2 separate regions of the Ovis aries genome follow, and region 1 is linked to region 2. Evidence: chromatin contacts called from public Hi-C data. All regions are on one chromosome and are shown on one strand. Each heading gives the region's core, a stretch centred on a gene start, on an enhancer-like site or on the middle of the called end of the contact. The rest is flanking DNA. Distances are from core to core; before and after follow the strand shown.

Region 1 (3,309 bases), core at 740-3,239, 360 kb after region 2:
GGATCTTCCTGACCCAGGAATCAAACCCAGGTTTCCTGCATTGCAGGCAGACACTTTACCCTCTGAGCCACCAGGGAAGGCTGGGGGAACATTTAACAACACAGATTCTTAGTTCTGACCTGCCTGGGACTCTGAGTCAAGTCAACTGAAATGAGGAAGAGGCCCAGAGTCTGCATTTAGCATCTTGGTGACTCTGCGGGCACTAGCAGGTCAGATAACCAGGAAGTGGGGTGAGTGGGAAGGGGGGAATTAAAGGCCAGAGGAGGTGACCAGGCAAAATGACCTGCGTTTGGGTCTGAGAGCACAGAGCAAGGACCCAGGATGCGAGATTCGAAGGAAGATACGAGAAAGCCCAGGGCTGTGGGGTTCTCCCTGTGTTTGTCTCTGGTCTGGGGAAGAGCTCTGCAAGCTTGTTCTTACTTGTAATCATTAGCAAGGACGGGTTAAGGTGACAACACTCAGTGCGAGACTCGTCTCGTGTTTTGTTTTGCATTGTTTTGTCTAAACCAAATGAGCTGTGACTCTGAGCTCTCCACCACGGCTGGTGAGACATTCAGTCTTAGTCACTACAGGCCAACCCAGCTCCCTCCCTGAGAGCCAGAACCTCAGCAAAAGGAACCTTCACTCTTCAGTCCCTCAGGACTGCCTCTGAGATGCTCACCATCCGCCCCGTGAGATCCACTCCCAGCATCACTCCCCGGCCCCAGCGTGGCCGGAGGAAAGCTGGCTGCACTTTCCAAACCCTGAGCCAAGCCTTCGGATCCCCAGAACCCGCAGGTCACCCCCATCGGAGGCCTGCCACCTCCCAGGGCTGCGTGAGAACAGGACACACAGCTCGGCCTTTGGTCCCCGGGAAGCCAACTGGGTCACTCTCCCCAAGTGTCCCTTTCCCATTGACCCACTGCAGGTCCCTCTCCCTGCTGGACCATCAGAACCCCAGTGAGCCCAGCTTGCTGAGACCCTCCTGGGGTGAGGAAGGCCAGCCCTCAGGACACAGAGGCCGGCCGTGGTCTGGAGCGCAGAGGAGAAAGGAGACACACGGTGACTTTCTCCACGAGCTTATCCCGCTGGGCAGGCTCTTACAGGTGTGGGCTGCGTGCCGTGTTTGTATTTGAACATTACACGTTCTCCTCTGTGCTGAATGACCTAAGGTGATTTGGATGCTTTAAATTAAAAAGAAACAGTTTCCCTTCTCTAAGTAACAAGGCGGGGGTCCAGGGTTTGGCACCATCACACACACGGCCGAGTTACTTCACCCGCTTGAACCTCAATCTCTTTTATAAAGGAGGGGTGACATGTTCCTTGCCTTCCTCAATCCCACAGAGCTTGGGAACGCAAGATATGAAACTGCTGTTGCTGTTGTTTAGTTAGCTAAGCTGCAGTTATTAGTGAGCTAAGTCGTGCCCGACTCTTGCAACCTACCCCACGGGCTGCAGCCTGCCAGGCTCCTGGGCAAATCAAAGGCACTTCCTATCTACACAGAGCCCTTATGGTCCTAAGGCATATCCCCAAGGTAAGGATGCTGCACCCACAAGTAAACATGGGGGCCTTTGGACCAAGCATCCTTCTCCCCACCCCTCCTGAAACTGACTGGTTTCTGGAGTCACACTTTTGTCGGTGGAGTTCAGGCGCTGTTTGGGAGGGCTCCTCTGTCTCTGACTTCAAGCCCTCATCGGAGGGTCTGTAAATACATTGTCATCTGGCTGGCCTCCGCTCTAAATGGAGTGGAAAGAAGTCCCTGGACAGCCCGAATAGCCCTGGTTTACATCTGTCCTGACCTAGCGATGAATAACCCCCCTCCCCTTCCAGTCTGATCAAAGATTTATACGCTCACTTAGCTGCTTTAGGTAAAGGGGATTAAGCTAAATACCTATGACGCAAAACACGGTGCCACATAATTATCAAACCCTTTAACGTCTTCTTAAAGGAACACACCCCGACAGGCAATGGACTCTGGCTAATTCCTGAAATCTGACGCCATCTTGTGGTCAGAAGCTGCTGTTCCGACCATTTCGACGGGCTCCTTGGACCTTCTCAGAAGGGATGGAGGAGTTATGGACACAAAACGCACAGGAGTCAGGGGCTTGAAAACTAAGCATCTCAGTAACATACACTTCTGCGTTTGTTGATTAAACAAAACAACCACCATTTTCAGGAGATGCTGACAGAGCAGGAATTAAGTCCCTCAGATTCCAACCAAAAGATTGAATATGCAGTTGTAAGTTCTATCTTATACTGCTACATTGATTAATTCAACAGAGGGGATATGGAAAATGAAATGGAGCTTAAATAAATCCACTTTGTTGTTTAGTCGCTCAGTCGTGTCCGACTCTTTGCAACCTCATGGACTGCAGCCCACCAGGGTTCCTCTGTCCACGGGATTTCTCAGGCGATACTGGAGTGGGTTGCCATCTCCTTCTCCATGGGCTCTTCCAGGCCTAAGGATCGCACCGTGTCTCCTACAATGCTGGGCAGATTCTCGACCACGGAGCCACCAGGGAAGCCCAAGTGTCCGACTCTTGTCTGGAAGAGAGGAGGACTACTCTGTGTAACCAAGGGACTGCCTGGAAATGGTCTGGGTGGTGTTCAAAGACGCTGCCTGAGAAAGCGACTTTGAGCTGCAACCGGACAAATGACTAGGAGACCAGGGGAGGGGCGAGAGCCCGAGCAGGGACGCGGGAACAAGGGTGCAGGTGATCAAAGTGATCGTGGAGCTGAGAGGAGGCCCAGGGCAGAGTGTGGGCTCAGGGAAGGCAGGGGTGCCTGATGCTGCTGGAGAAGCTGGTGAGTGAAGTCCTGCCATGTCCCCAAGTGTGTTAAGGCTTTTCCACCCTTTCTCTGGGGGCAACGGGAAGCCATTCCCATGCTATATGCAAGGAGCCGACAGAGTCGTAGTTGAGTTTCAAAAAGATTATTCTGGTGACAAGGAGAAGGCTGCAGAGGGACTGTAATGAATTTGAGGAGCTGCTCTGCAGGTCCAGGTGGGCATTAGTGGCAGGGAATTCCCCCATACTATAGTGGTGGTGCTTTAGTCGCCAAATCGTGTCCGACTCTTGCCACCCCATGGAATGAAGCCTGCTGGGCTCCTCTGTCCGTGAGATTTCCCAAGCAAGAATGCTGAAGTGGGTTGCCATTTCCTTCTCCAACTCCACATACTGGGCACTAATTGCTTTGTGTGGGTTCACTCATTTAATCCTAACAGAAACCCTATGAGACAGATACTATTATTACACCCATTGTACAGATGAAAAATGAGGCTTGCAGAGACCCCTATGAGACAGATACTATTATTACACCCACTGTACAGAT
Region 2 (3,533 bases), core at 764-3,263:
AATTTCTCCCCAGGAATATGAACACTTTAAATTACTGGCAGAATAACCAAAGTAAGGGAAGAAAGTGATTCAAATCTAACAGAAAAGGAAAAGTCAAGTTGACTTGAGAGATTTAGACCTAAATTTAAGAAAACATCAGGAATATAAAGAACATGTGAAACTAATTTCAGGCTGAACATAATGAAAATAATCCACTTTAAGATTTTCTTTAAAGATCTCTAAGAATGCATAGTTGCTTCTTGGCTTCTTTTAAAACAGATTTCCAAACCACAGTGTTATTAAAACTACCCTGCCCCAAACTGGCTTCATACTGGAAAAATACCCCCAACACATCATCGAGTTGCTGATATATTCTGCTTTTTGGTAGAGAAAAGGTGGTGTGGGCGACAAAGGTCTTAAATCTGATTGGGACCTAGTAGAAACTTCCTTGTTACCCAGTTAGATTATAGAAGAGCGAGGCTAGAGTGTGGAGATTATCTTTTGGATTGTCCATAACTTCCTATTTTCTGCAACTGGCTCTTCTTTTGAATTAACATATATATAATCACGGGCTTCTCAGGTGGTGCAGTGGTCAAGAATGGAGATGCGGGTTCAATCCCTGGGTCAGGAAGATGCCCTGGAGGAGGAAGTGGCTACCCACTCCAGTATTCTTGCCTGGAGGATCCCATGGACAGAGGAGCCTGAGAGGGGCTGCAGTCTATGGGGTTGCAAAGAGCCAGACATGAATAGCAACTAAACAACAATGTATAATTGTATCTAGTACTCAAAAAGTCTCAGTAGGAGATGAATTCAACCAGTTTCTATGCTTCCCTTACTTATACTCTCAAATACAATTACATATTGCCAAAACCTCTTAAAATGTTTTATACTAATAACTTTTTCATTCTAATAAATGTCATTGTAGATGCTAGTAAATTTAAATAACAAAATAAAACAAGAGTTGAAAAACTGAATCACTTAAATATATGTTCAACACTATACTGATATGCTGAGAATAACTGCCAAATTTTAAAATTATTTACTATATTCCCCAATTTTTACTTAGAGAAATTATGATGCTACCATACTCAAAATAAGATCATTTATTATTCTTCCTATATGACTTGTTTCTTAACTTGTTCCTTACAAGTGAGGCTTCTTGTTTTCACAGCCTAATTTAGGCCACTCTTTATATATATTTGATACTCCAGGATGAGAGACTGCTTACGTTTAGTCAAAAATAAGATATATGCAATAAGTAATATAATCCCACTGAGATACTAGTTGTAAAGATGTTTTCTCCATGAGATACATGGCAGAAACTTTCTTCAGAAGGATCAAGAATAGGATGTGCATTTCAGACTTTTCTTACAAAATTTATAAGAAAATTTTCAAATTAAATTTTCATGACACACAAACTACAATCAATATGTGTGACCCCAAAAGTTTTTAAATTCATAGCAACAGAATGTTTACGTATGAGGGAAACTATTAAAGAGTGTTATTTGAGTGAGTGAAAAGGATGCACCCTACAGATCTACTTTGAATCCTTAAAAGAGTCTAGCAGTTTTCCATTCAGTATCATTTTCCATGTAAAGTAAATAACAATAAATACCTAGTTTATATGAAAGCCCTAAATCCCAGAAACGTTCAACATTAAAAATCAGGTAATTTGTCTCATAAATGATGATATTCAGCACTCATACAGGATTTAGCATTACAAAACAAAATTTCTCACTACATCACCTGAATTCATGTCAAATATGTTCACAGCACTCATCTACAGCTACACTTGCAAGTTTCACATGATCAATGTTAAAAAAAAAAAGAGTTTGGCACATGTATCAGTTCTTCAAAACGTCCCTGTAACTTAACACAACACTGTTAAGAATGATGATTCAACACCAGTGTTAACCTGATTGGCAGCTAAACAAGGTGCTTTTTCTTGTAGCGTCACGCAGCGGTGCGCCTTGCCCGGGACGGAGGCACGTAAGGTGCGGTGCGGTAGTGCAATCATTGAACACCAGAGGGCGATCTTCCCACACGGCCCAAGGCCTTGGGTTTCGACCTGCTCCTTCCACGTCCTTGTACGATCTCACGCCCACTCGCTAACGACGCCGTTTTCAGAGAATCTGTACGTCTGTTTCCTTATGTGAAGTAAAGACATTCTCACAGAAACCTCAGAGTGTGGCGAGGATCCTTGAGAAGGAGATGATGAGCGTCAGTACTGTCTGTCCAACGCCCCACACCAGGGCTTCCAAGGGGGCCATGTTCTTCCCGGCCACTCGGTAAATGCCGGCCACGGCTGCACCTGGCGAGAGAGGAGAGACAACACGTTCACTCCCGAGGCACGCTGCACGGCTGGGCTCGCTTTCCCCGTGAGCCAAACAGCAAGTCACCAGGCATTCTCATTTTACAGTTTTCTAGGAAAGAGTTCGGAGAAGGCAATGGCACCCCACTCCAGTACTCTTGCCTGGAAAATCCCATGGACGGAGGAGCCTGGTGGGCTGCAGTCCATGGGGTCGCGAAGAGTCTGACACGACTGAGTGACTTCACTTTCACTTTTCACTTGCATGCATTGGAGAAGGCAATGGCACCCCACTCCAGAGTTCTTGCCTGGAGAATCCCAGGGACGGGGGAGCCTGGTGGGCTGCCGTCTATGGGGTGGCAGAGTCTGACACGACTGAGCGACTCAGCAGCAGCAGCAGGAAAGAGTTTCCACGTGACTGGTTACCAGCTACACCCTACCATACCACACTCACCCACAAAACCGAATAACAGGCTTTTCAATTCGACTGCAAAATACGTATTTATGGTATACACTGCTTAACTGACACAAGGTATGTTCATAAAAAATGAATCATTCATTACTGTAATCTCTCAGCTGGGTGTTGACTCGGCCAGATCCCATCAGTATTTTTAAAAACATATGACACAATATATTGATAATCAGAAATAATAATATAGAAAAACTACACAATTTAATATAATTTCTAAATTATTCAAGAAAAAGTTAATATTAAATAAACTTTTATTTCTTTCAGTAAAATGAATTCTTACATGTCATAAATAATATCAGAATTTTGAATAATGTACTTTACAATCTACTGGTTTAAGTATTTGAATAAAACTGTAAAGTTATCTGGAGACTAGTATTTTGACATCTAATAAAAGTGGAAGATGAACCTGACATCTGTTCCAAGAAAATTTTTTAGGTATCAGGCACTTCTGAGAATGAGAGAATCTCAGGCACCTTAGCGCCCTGAGGCTCTGGTTCAACACTTTTATCTTATTGCTATATATATATATAGTGGGATCTAAGAGTCTGACTTTAAAAGTACACTCAAATCATAAAAGGAGGAAACATTTAAACTACGGTTACAGCATTTAACAGGTTGAAAAGGCCTTAAAACTTTTGTCTAGGAAAAACTGTCTATATATTCCTAGAATGGTCAAACAAAAGGGAAGAACAATAATGTTATTCGAAGACACTTGAATTACAGTCATTTGAGATAGAAATCTACTCACAAAAATTAGCTAAGAATTAATTCCAT

What was found. Hi-C and Micro-C count contacts between places; a contact is called where the count stands out from the background.
Region 1: a contact with region 2 is called in a Hi-C map of hypothalamus, with 4 times the contacts expected there. The contact joins two enhancer-like sites. A contact is called at or near these places in 2 of 16 Hi-C or Micro-C datasets (hypothalamus and tail adipose tissue).

Annotation. Positions count from the first base shown.
Region 1 is chr20:44,357,667-44,360,975 of ARS-UI_Ramb_v3.0, forward strand. No RefSeq gene overlaps it. Among named protein-coding and RNA genes, the nearest start is that of SMIM13, 27 kb to the right of the region's middle. Within about 2 kb of position 1,990, at least 15 of the 54 cell types and tissues checked have an H3K27ac peak or open chromatin away from gene starts, as enhancers often do. A contact at or near this core is called in hypothalamus, where this site is marked.
Region 2 is chr20:44,002,103-44,005,635 of ARS-UI_Ramb_v3.0, forward strand. It overlaps TMEM170B (transmembrane protein 170B), which reads right to left. Exons shown (of 3, transcript XM_027958480.3): 3 at 1-2,290. The coding sequence ends at 2,160. Among named protein-coding and RNA genes, the nearest start is that of TMEM170B, 33 kb to the right of the region's middle. Within about 2 kb of position 2,014, at least 9 of the 54 cell types and tissues checked have an H3K27ac peak or open chromatin away from gene starts, as enhancers often do. A contact at or near this core is called in hypothalamus, where this site is marked.